2 separate regions of the Rattus norvegicus genome follow, and region 2 is linked to region 1. Evidence: chromatin contacts called from public Hi-C data. All regions are on one chromosome and are shown on one strand. Each heading gives the region's core, a stretch centred on a gene start, on an enhancer-like site or on the middle of the called end of the contact. The rest is flanking DNA. Distances are from core to core; before and after follow the strand shown. Region 1 holds the start of Corin (corin, serine peptidase). Region 2 overlaps Corin (corin, serine peptidase).

What was found. Hi-C and Micro-C count contacts between places; a contact is called where the count stands out from the background.
Region 2: a contact with region 1 is called in a Hi-C map of liver, with 5 times the contacts expected there. The contact joins the enhancer-like site here to the promoter of Corin in region 1. A contact is called at or near these places in 11 of 12 Hi-C or Micro-C datasets (the A7r5 cell line, the Rat2 cell line, Schwann cells and 7 more).

Annotation. Positions count from the first base shown.
Region 1 is chr14:36,033,210-36,038,374 of GRCr8, forward strand. Corin (corin, serine peptidase) reads left to right here and starts at 2,357. Exons shown (of 22, transcript NM_182473.2): 1 at 2,357-2,648. The coding sequence starts at 2,382.
Region 2 is chr14:36,221,849-36,226,878 of GRCr8, forward strand. Corin (corin, serine peptidase) reads left to right here. Exons shown (of 22, transcript NM_182473.2): 12 at 2,330-2,475; 13 at 3,196-3,303. Among named protein-coding and RNA genes, the nearest start is that of Atp10d, 140 kb to the right of the region's middle. Within about 2 kb of position 2,458, at least 1 of the 93 cell types and tissues checked has an H3K27ac peak or open chromatin away from gene starts, as enhancers often do. A contact at or near this core is called in liver, where this site is marked.

The DNA.
Region 1 (5,165 bases), core at 1,107-3,606:
CATTTGTTAACTGAGGGGCTGGGAGTCCAGTTGTAGAGCACTTCCCTTGCAAAGCTCACAACCACAGCTCTAATAATGTAAGTTTAAGTCCGTGACATGATTTTCTAAAGGAATAATGCCACAGTGATCAGTAAAAAAATCACTGTGAGCACGCTGCATAATTAACTTGAAAATAAGACATGTTTGATTTCTTACAGTATTAAATTACAAAGTCTAAACATAGACGCTCACCCTCATTTCTCATACTGTGCTCCCAAGCAGCAAAAAGTACCTCAGCTACTGCTCCTGATACTCATGGCGGCTGGAGCTATTAGGAGGGAGTATTTAGAGCAGTTACCTCATCAGTACAGTAGCCGCCTCTGGAACCTAGCATAGTGGAGCAAGGAACAGGGTAAGAATCTACTTAGCTATTTCTGTTTCATAGCTCCCACAGCTCCACCAGGGGGCAGAACTGGGAAAAGAAACTCATCTGCGACTTCAAGAACGGACACCCATTTGCAGACTGCTCAACTCTGGCCCTCAGGTGGAGTTGGCAGATGTGTCTCCTGGGCTCTGGATTCTCCGACAGGGGCCCTGTGAGTGGAGGTGTGTGCTAAGGCAGTGTCTCAGTAAGAACTCAGTCACAAAATGCCACCATCTCTGGGGACTGTCAGGTCACTGCCAAATAGATGACTGGTTACTCCAGCTGCCTCCCATCTCTGAGTTAAAAAGGATACGTGTGTGTGTGTGTGTGTGTGTGTGTGTGTGTGTGTGTGTGTGTGTGTAGTGCTTAGTGCAGAGTCTGCCATGCTGGAACACTGGGAGGTTGTGAATTATGAAACGCTTGTTAGAAACTGCATTCCTCACAGATGCTGGGATAACTTGAAATCAGTGTCCCACGTCTTTTTTTTTTTTTTTTTTTCTTTATTTCGGAGCTGGGGACCGAACCAAGGGTCTTGCGCTTGCTAGGCAAGGGCTCTACCACTGAGCTAAATCCCCAACCCGTGCCCCACGTCTTTAACTACACGTAGATGGCATTTCCCACACTGCATGTCTTTTCTGAGGCAAAGCACCCATTACCACTTCCTTCCAGTTGTACAAATGTGCCTTTTTGTCCACGCTTGTACTCAAGGGGCAGGTCCTATTGTCTACTATATGTGGCCTTCTCTAATGGAGATGGGCTACGGTATAACCTTGAACAGTCTTTGAAATTTTGAATAAAAATACACTTAAAAGTCATGTCTAAGAAAATTTAAATCTTTGTTATCCTTTTAAAATTTTTTTCTTTTTTCGATAAATATTTAAGAATTGCCTTGGCCTTCAATGCAACCTTTGCTTTGGAATGTCGACACTGTTCTCTCTCTTTGCTGCCACAGGAATGGGGCTGGGTCTGTCTGACAGGCACAAATTTGCCGGTCCCTGATTTCAGCCTTGTTCTTGTCCGGCAATGCCAGGCTGGAGTTCTGGCCCATAGGGCTTGAGCAGCCAAGCTGGCTCGCAAATGCAGTTTTCCCCCTAAACCTGTAGCAGAAGACAGATTTACAATTTGTGTAACGCAGATAATGTCTGCCTTCAAAACCTTACGTCTCTTCCAACACAACAAACAACATTGGATTGCCAGTGCCCGGAGGCAGTCATTTTGATACTTGCCTGGTTAGATTCCTGTTTGGGGGGATAGAGCATTCTAGGATGTTATAATGACAGTTCGGAGGAGAGCAGCCCTTTACACGGCTCAACTAAGTTCTGGCCTTTGCTGCTCCTGTCCCATAGTTTAAGGGTTTGTTTGTTTCCTGGTGTGGGGGATGGGGGCAGGAGACTCTTGGCTCTCCATCTGCCATAGAAAATGAACTTTTTTGAAGGCAGGGCTGGGTATGGAGGAGCTGTCTCATTAAGGGTTATGGGTAGGACCCAGAGACGTGAGTGAAGGGAGGGAGTGGTCTGAGGGTGGGGTCTGCCCAGCAACAAAATATGGGGCTCCTGTCCCCTGACTACAACTTCACTCCGAGTGAGGAGAAAGACACCCGTAGTTGCCTCTCCTAGAGATCCATAGAGCAGAGAAGAGCGACCGAGATAAGAGTGGACAGAGGATAAAGATATGTTCACGAAACGGCCCCCCGCCCTTGCTCCGGAGGAGCACAGTCGCCGAGCCGACGCCCCAAAGAGGGTAAGATCCACCCTCCTCGCTCCTCCAGCACACAGGTCGCGTGGCCTGAGTCCTGGTGACTTCAGAGTCAATCTTTTTCTCCCCGTCCCTTCCTCCCTCCATCGGGTGCCACCTCCTGCCTGTCCGTAGGTCAGTCAGTGAGCACAGACTTCTCAGTGGCTCGCTCAGTGCCCTGCAGCTAGTCCCCAAGCGGACAGTCCTCCACTCCCGTGGCTTGGAGTCGGAGGCTCGGACAGTCATGGGCAGGGTTTCTTTCAACGTTCGGGTCAGCTCTGTGAGGAGAGCCCGCTGCTCTTGTCCTGGGCGATGCTACCTGTCCTGCAGAGTCCCTCCAACCACCGCCCTCCATGCACTGAACGGGTTTGGCCGCGCGGGGGTTCTGGGGGAGACTGCAGGTGGAACCGTCGGACTCGGCCCCTCGGGGACCCGTGGCTTCCTCTCCGGGTCCAAGTTCCAGGCTTCGGGCAGCTTGAAGGATTGCTTTGGAGCCCCGCCTGCTCCAGACGTAAGCCTGCATCCCTACTGCGCGCGGCCCTGCTACTGGCGCCGTGACTAGGTCCCATTTGTAGTAGTGTCCCCCGTTGGGGATCAGTCAGTGCCCCGGGATGGTGCTATGCATTGGTACCGCACAACTAAGAGGTCGGAACGCCCGGGTCCCCTGCTCGCGAGCTTACTCCGGGACGGCACCGACTCCGCGCGCACCGAGCACAGTCCCTGGTTTGCAGCACAGGTTTTGAGCTGTTAGGATTTGGGACGCTTGCCCCAATCCCTGCAGTCCTGGGAAGGGTTAGCCTTGCTGCCACTGTCTGCAGAGAGAAGGAAGGGTACTGCAGAAGGTCCCCCTGACCTGAGCCCCAGGAAACCCAGTCTAGGTTGCAGCCACCCTTGTCTGCTGTGTCGTTAGGGTCTTGGAGTCCGCTGGTTACCGCCAGGATCCCTGTTGCGCAAAGCGGGAACCGGACCAGCCAGTGCGGGCAGGGAGAGAGCGTGCTTGGGAAGGCGTCCTGAGGTGCTGTCCTACCAGGTTCTGCTAGAACTCAGTGCGGGACTTCTGTGCCGGAGCTCTAGAGGCGGGAGAATGATAGTGGGCGCGCTTTGCGCAGCTTCCCAGTTTTGGGGACCGAGGTGGAGACTTAGTTTCCAGATTCCCAGGAAAGTAATCGTAGCAATCGCTTCCCACTGAAACTTCTCGGAACTTCGCGCTGCGAAGGCTTACAGAACAAGGCTCCGAGGGTCTCCAGGACCATGGCTATATAGTCATTCCACTTTTAAGATAGGAAGGAATCTACTGATGGACGCGTAAGTCCGCAGGAGAACAGCAGAGGGCCACCGCAAAGGGAGCCATGCTAGGACTTACTGCTGCTTGTTCAGGGGCGCATTTTGGTAGAGTTTTGAAGTGAGACGTGCTGTAAACATTAATTTTGGCAAATCTCCCGAACAAACAACAACTAGGCTTTTGGGAGTGTGTCAGTCACAATACCACCAACACTCCTCGTTTCCTGATACCCACTAGTCTTGTTTGAGAAGGCGCTCAAAATCAGTTTCTATAACCAAGGCTCTGGGGTGATATCCACGTAGGTGCTCGTCGAGCAGTTAGGACCTGCAGACTCCTCCTGACCACAACAAGAGTTTTGATTGTATGAAGTATCTTTAGGGTGAGTAGAACTTGGAGTAACCTAATCCTCAGGAAGCTGTGAAGCTTTCGTAGGGGAGGAGGGGTCTGTTCCAGAAAGTTCCATGTGGGATAGGGTTACAATAAAAATAAAAACCTAAGTTGTCCTTCCAGTGAGATAAGGAGACAGAAGAAATGAAGAAATGCTTTATTAATCTCTCCATGTAGATTTCCAAGAATGAGGTCTTTTGTTTGTTTGTTTGCTTTGAAGACACGGAATTGATTTTATAGCAGAGTGGACAGGAGGCCTTTGTATCTGCTATACTGAAAAGGCAAAGGACCGCTGTGGGGAGGTACTGCTAATTTCAGGATTGAACAGGGAGAGGTAGGGGCAGGGGCAAGAGGGGTGCTGTACACAAGGGCATTTAAGGCTCAGGGCCGTCTGGGTGAGGATCATCTCTGTTCAGGGTCTAGTGCTCCAGGGAAATCATCAAAGCATGGCCTCAGTCTCCATAGAGTGGTGACTGCCCCTGTGTAGGGGGTGAGTGTCACCCTGGGCTGGTCTCCCTGTAAAGCTCTCTGTTTCCGGAAGGTGTCAGCATAGCTACCAGGGATTTTGAGGTGCTACTTTGGGGAATATGGAACAGGGAGTCATACAAGCTCATGGAGGACAGTATCATCGTGTCTGTACCGAGCTGGCTTGTGCTTCAGGCTTGAAGGGGAATAAGAGACACCGGTTTATTTAGAGCTGAACCCCCCCCCCCCCCCGACCATTTTGAGATAGACATTCTTTAAATAGTTGCATGTTGTGTGCAAAGCGGAAAGCAGACCCAAGGTCTAAGGCAAAAGAGAGGAAGTGAAGGTAAAAGGTAGGGTGGTTTTTTGTTTTCTGTGTTTTTTGTTTTGTCTGTTAGATATCCTCAGGCATCAGTGAATCAAGGCTTCCTGCATCTGAGCCTTTAAAGAAAACAGCCTCTGAAGCCTGCTCACATCTCTCCCTGACAAGGGCGGGGAACCACTGTTTGGGAGATAGGGAGATAGGAGGGCAGCGCCTCCAGAGAGGGGATAGTGTCGTACTCTGATTTCTCTAGCCCTCATTATGCAACTTCAACACGGAAATGATACTCTGTTACTTCTGTCTCTCTTCTTTACCCCAATGTCCTTCAACACAAAGATCTGTCTCTCCCAGTGCTGCCACAGGAGCTCCCTGGGGACTAGGAAGTGCTGTAACACCAACTGTTTGCTGAAAACATCCAAGACAGTCAGTCATTATTTATTTGTCCTGCCACCAACAATTATACATCCCCGCCCCATTTGTACCTTCTATTTTACCCATGTAAATGGGAAGCCATAGTGCTTGGCTTAAGGAGGCTGACTAAAGTCTTAGGTCCCCACTGAGAGGTCAGGTAA
Region 2 (5,030 bases), core at 1,208-3,707, 190 kb after region 1:
TCCTGAACTTATGGATTAATGCATAGCTGGTTCTACTGAGTCCGTTTATTAACCTTAACATTTATTTTGTTTTAGAGAACCAGCTCTAATTTTTATTGATTTACATAAATATACTATTCACAATTATCAAATTAGATTCCCTCCAGGAATGCGAGGGTGCTTAAACATGGACAAAACAACAAACGTAGGTGACAGCAGATGCTGGCGAGGATGTGGAGAAAGAGGAACACTCCTCCATTGTTGGTGGGATTGCAGACTGGTAAAACCATTCTGGAAATCAGTCTGGAGGTTCCTCAGAAAATTGGACATTGAACTGCCTGAGGATCCAGCTATACCTCTCTTGGGCATATACCCAAAAGATGCCCCAACATATAAAAAAGATGCGTGCTCCACTATGTTCATCGCAGCCTTATTTATAATAGCCAGAAAATGGAAAGAACCCAGATGCCCTTCAACAGAGGAATGGATACAGAAAATGTGGTACATCTACACAATGGAATATTACTCAGCTATCAAAAACAACGAGTCTATGAAATTCGTAGGCAAATGGTTGGAACTGGAAAATATCATCCTGAGTGAGCTAACCCAATCACAGAAAGACATACATGGTATGCACTCATTGATAAGTGGCTATTAGCCCAAATGCTTGAATTACCCTAGATCCCTAGAACAAAGGAAACTCAAGACGGATGATCAAAATGTGAATGCTTCACTCCTTCTTTAAATGAGGAAAAAGAATACCCTTGGCAGGGAAGGGAGAGGCAAAGATTAAAACAGAGACTGAAGGAACACCCATTCAGAGCCTGCCCCACATGTGGCCCATACATATACAGCCACCCAATTAGACAAGATGGATGAAGCAAAGAAGTGCAGACCGACAGGAGCCGGATGTAGATCTCTCCTGAGAGACACAGCCAGAATACAGCAAATACAGAGGCGAATGCCAGCAGCAAACCACTGAACTGAGAATAGGTCCCCTATTGAAGGAATCAGAGAAAGAACTGGAAGAGCTTGAAGGGGCTCGAGACCCCAAAAGTACAACAATGCCAAGCAACCAGAGCTTCCAGGGACTAAGCCACTACCCAAAGACTATACATGGACTGACCCTGGACTCTGACCCCATAGGTAGCAATGAATATCCTAGTAAGAGCACCAGTGGAAGGGGAAGCCCTGGGTCCTGCTAAGACTGAACCCCCAGTGAACTAGTCTATGGGGGGAGGGCGGCAATGGGGGGAGGGTTGGGAGGGGAACACCCATAAGGAAGGGGAGGGGGGAGGGGGATGTTTGCCCGGAAACTGGGAAAGGGAATAACACTCGAAATGTATATAAGAAATACTCAAGTTAATAAAAAAAAAAAACTGGGAAAAAAAAAACAACAAACGTAATATATCACATTGACATTTAGTTTTTTAAGTTGCACATCAGAAGTTAACCAGCCTTACTGAGCCTCCCAGCGTGGAAAAAAGTTGAGGATTATTATGTCTTGGGTTCAAAATCCCCTTTGACCGAAGTTGCACCATCATGGCAAGTGCCTACTACTGAGCCCCACACAGATCTTGACAAGAGCTAACTTCCTTAAGCTTTTGGTGGGGCTGTTAGTACTATTTACATTTTATGGTAAGGTTCCAAAGTAATAGAGAAAATGGTTTCTTTAAGAGCACAGCTATGACTGAGTTCCTATACTTGTTGTAATATCCACAGCAGAACTCAAATGCAGCAGTAGCGGTGGAATAATATTGAACCTACCACTTCTTCAAGCTGAACGTGAGAATGGCCCACATTCATCTTTGTTGAAAATTCCAAACCTAAGCTAGAAACTGAGTTTTACCTTTAGAACAAACAAATAAGCAGTATTGATGACAGCTGAAGAGGGGGAAACAGAGGCAGGGCCCCAGATAAGCCAGCATAACATGTGGCCCTCCCCCTCATCAGAGGACATTTGGCTGGAGTCTCTTGTCCTTAGTCCATGGTGACAGACTGTGGGGAATGCTGGGCATTCCTTTGCTTAGAACCAAAGGCTAGAGAATGTTTACCCAAAAGACAGATAAGTAGAGAGCCAAAGGGAAGGGGGTCTGAGCTTGGAGAATATTTAATTTTGTGTCTGCAGTATTCTATTGTAGTGAAGGCAGCTGGCTCCTCTTGTCAAGATATTGTATATATATATATATATATATATATATATATATATATATATATATATATATATATATATGTAATGCTCATGCCTGTATGTTTCTACATGCTTCTTTACACAGTCCCGCATAGAATTTAAACCAAAATGCATGCTGAGCATACATTGGCTTCTGACACATTCTCTTTCTGCTTGTAGACTCCTGTGTGAGCACTCCAAAGAGCGCTGTGAGTCTGTTCTGGGGATCGTAGGCCTCCAGTGGCCTGAAGACACAGATTGCAGTCAATTTCCAGAGCAAAGTTCAGACAATCAAACTTGCCTCCTGCCCAATGAAGACGTGGAAGGTTAATGTTCCGGTTTATTCCAGTAGGGCATCTAACATTGTGTCAGCCGCTCTTTGCAGTCTGAGTTGGGGAGGGCTGATGTTGGTTTTCTATGTAGTTGTCAATTAGGCCGTGTAGGGAAATGAGGTTAAAAATTACTTGATTGTTCTAGAAGGCTCTGGCGCCTACTGGTTTGCTGCTGTCATTACTATCATGTGTAAAATAATTTTAAGCAATAAAAATGAACTCCAAGGTGAGCTTAGTCATACTTCACTGGCTAGTTGTGGATGCTGCTTGTTTTAGGGGCCAGGAAGCTAATGATGAGCACCAACCCTTGGTTCTTCTAAGTGAGACGGCAGTGAATTATTAACAGGAGGATTATTAATAGAAAAGTAGACTTTAGGACTGATCAATCAAGGGAAAGGCTAGAACTTCCGGGAAATTAGCATCATGGATTGCACAAGGGATTCTGGGGTTGGGGCCGTTGTTTGGTGTCTATTTGGAAAGGTGCTTAGTTGTTATAAGGCACAGATAACATTTGAAGAGATAGCACCAAGAATGAAGGAGAAGGGTGGAGATTAGCAGAGAGACGAAAGCCGCGTGAACTTCAGGCATTTCCGCTGTGAGGCTAGCCGTTCTTTCTTTAGTACTTGCCCATAGACAACACCCCAAATGCAAACATGGGTGTAGGCTGACCCCTTTACAATTCTGCCCACTGAGGGAAGCACTTCTTTTTGACAGAATGCTCTCCGAGTCACTTCAAGTGCCGCTCGGGACGATGCGTTCTGGGTTCCAGAAGATGCGACGGCCAGGCTGACTGTGATGACGACAGTGACGAAGAGAACTGTGGTACGTGTGCAAGGTGGCATTGTCTTTAATGTGCAGTAGCAACTGTCAAGAATAAGGGACTATGTTGGAATATGTAACTGTTTGCTTCCTCTCGGAAGCGGTGTCCGACCTCACACTAATGCATTCACTTCTGAAGGCAGCAGACCATAAGGCATGACTTGATGTGACTTTTCTCTGAAATTACATTTTAATTTATAATACAATTACATTTCAGTTTATAGCCTTAAATATATAAATAGTAAAAGGAAAAGGAAACAGTTCATACATGTAAAGAGCCATTTTTGTTATTACACTGCAAAGCAGTGGTTATCTGGTTTATGGGAAGATACCGATGTCTCGGCAGAGCCTTCCTCGGCCACTAATCAGGCATCTCCATCCATGAAGATAGTTCAGGCATCAGCGCTCACACTTAATTAAGATTCATTTTCATGCCCCTCTCCCCTTCCCTCTGTTGAGAAGGATAAACTCCCCTTGATACTTGTGCCATTGAGCCCCGACATCACCAGTGGGAAGGCTGGAGAGTCTAGTGCCAACTTGAACACAGCCATTCTCAGTTTATTTCCCTGAAAACTGTAGTTCTTGTATGCTGAGATGTTCCAGGGAGCATAAAACAGACAACGCTTTTCAACAGACAATGGCTGGCATAGAGCGGAATGATTGAAGTGCTATCTAAAAGCTAGTTTGCCTGTGATTAGTTAGCTTGTCATACCCCAAAATAAGATTGACACCTTATTTCGCTGGAAACCCATAAGGCAATATACATCTTGAGATCATTTTATTCTGTTGGCCTTTGAAGTATGAAATATTGCCTTCCCCCTCAAAATGAATTTTTGTAGTAAACACTGTCCTCCTGGTCAAGACAAAATGCCATAAGCAATCAACTGAACCACTATCAGCTACTATAAAAAGGACACACGCATATTCTAGAAGATTACATCTGTCAGGGTGATGGTACAGAGGTCAGTGTAATTTTGCTGTGGAACAATATTTAATAATTTGAGAACTTACTATAGTTTGCCTGTTCCTTTTGGCAGTTTTTTGTAAAATAAAAATAAAAAAATAAAAATAATCATTCACTGTGATTTGAGTGGTGTGTCCAGAATGTACTAGATTGTTTATGCAAGAACATTGGTATGCTAAGGTATGGTAGTTTAAGGTATGATTTAAAATGGATTAACTTAAGAGTATTCAAATGGTCCTATGACTCTATCGAGGAGACTGGCTCTAGATTTTTGGCAGGTGACGAAATATTTGGCAAGTTCTCAGTTGTAAAAAAAAATAATGGCTCGTGATGCTTGTGGGTACACACATGAGATCCCAGCACTTGGAGGTAGATGTAAGAGGTTGAGAATTCAAGGTCACCTTCAATCAACTACACAAGGAGATTGAAGCTAACCTGGGCTGCTACTTGAGGCTTTGAGTCAAGGAAACCACAACAAAACTAATAAAATACATCTTGCCAAGAATAAATGGTCTTCATTCTAAAGTACATTATGAGGCATTAATTCATAGTACTGTTATAAAGTCTTTAAATGGACCTGAAATATCAAAATTATAGTTAGATAATGAGTTTTCATTAAAGCTTTTCTCTTAGAAGAAAAAGATAAAATAAATGTCCTAGTCAGGGTTTCTATTCCTGTACAAACGTCATGACCAAGAAGCAAGTTGGGGAGGAAAGGGTTTATTCAGCTTACACTTCCACATTGCTGTTCATCACCAAAGGAAGT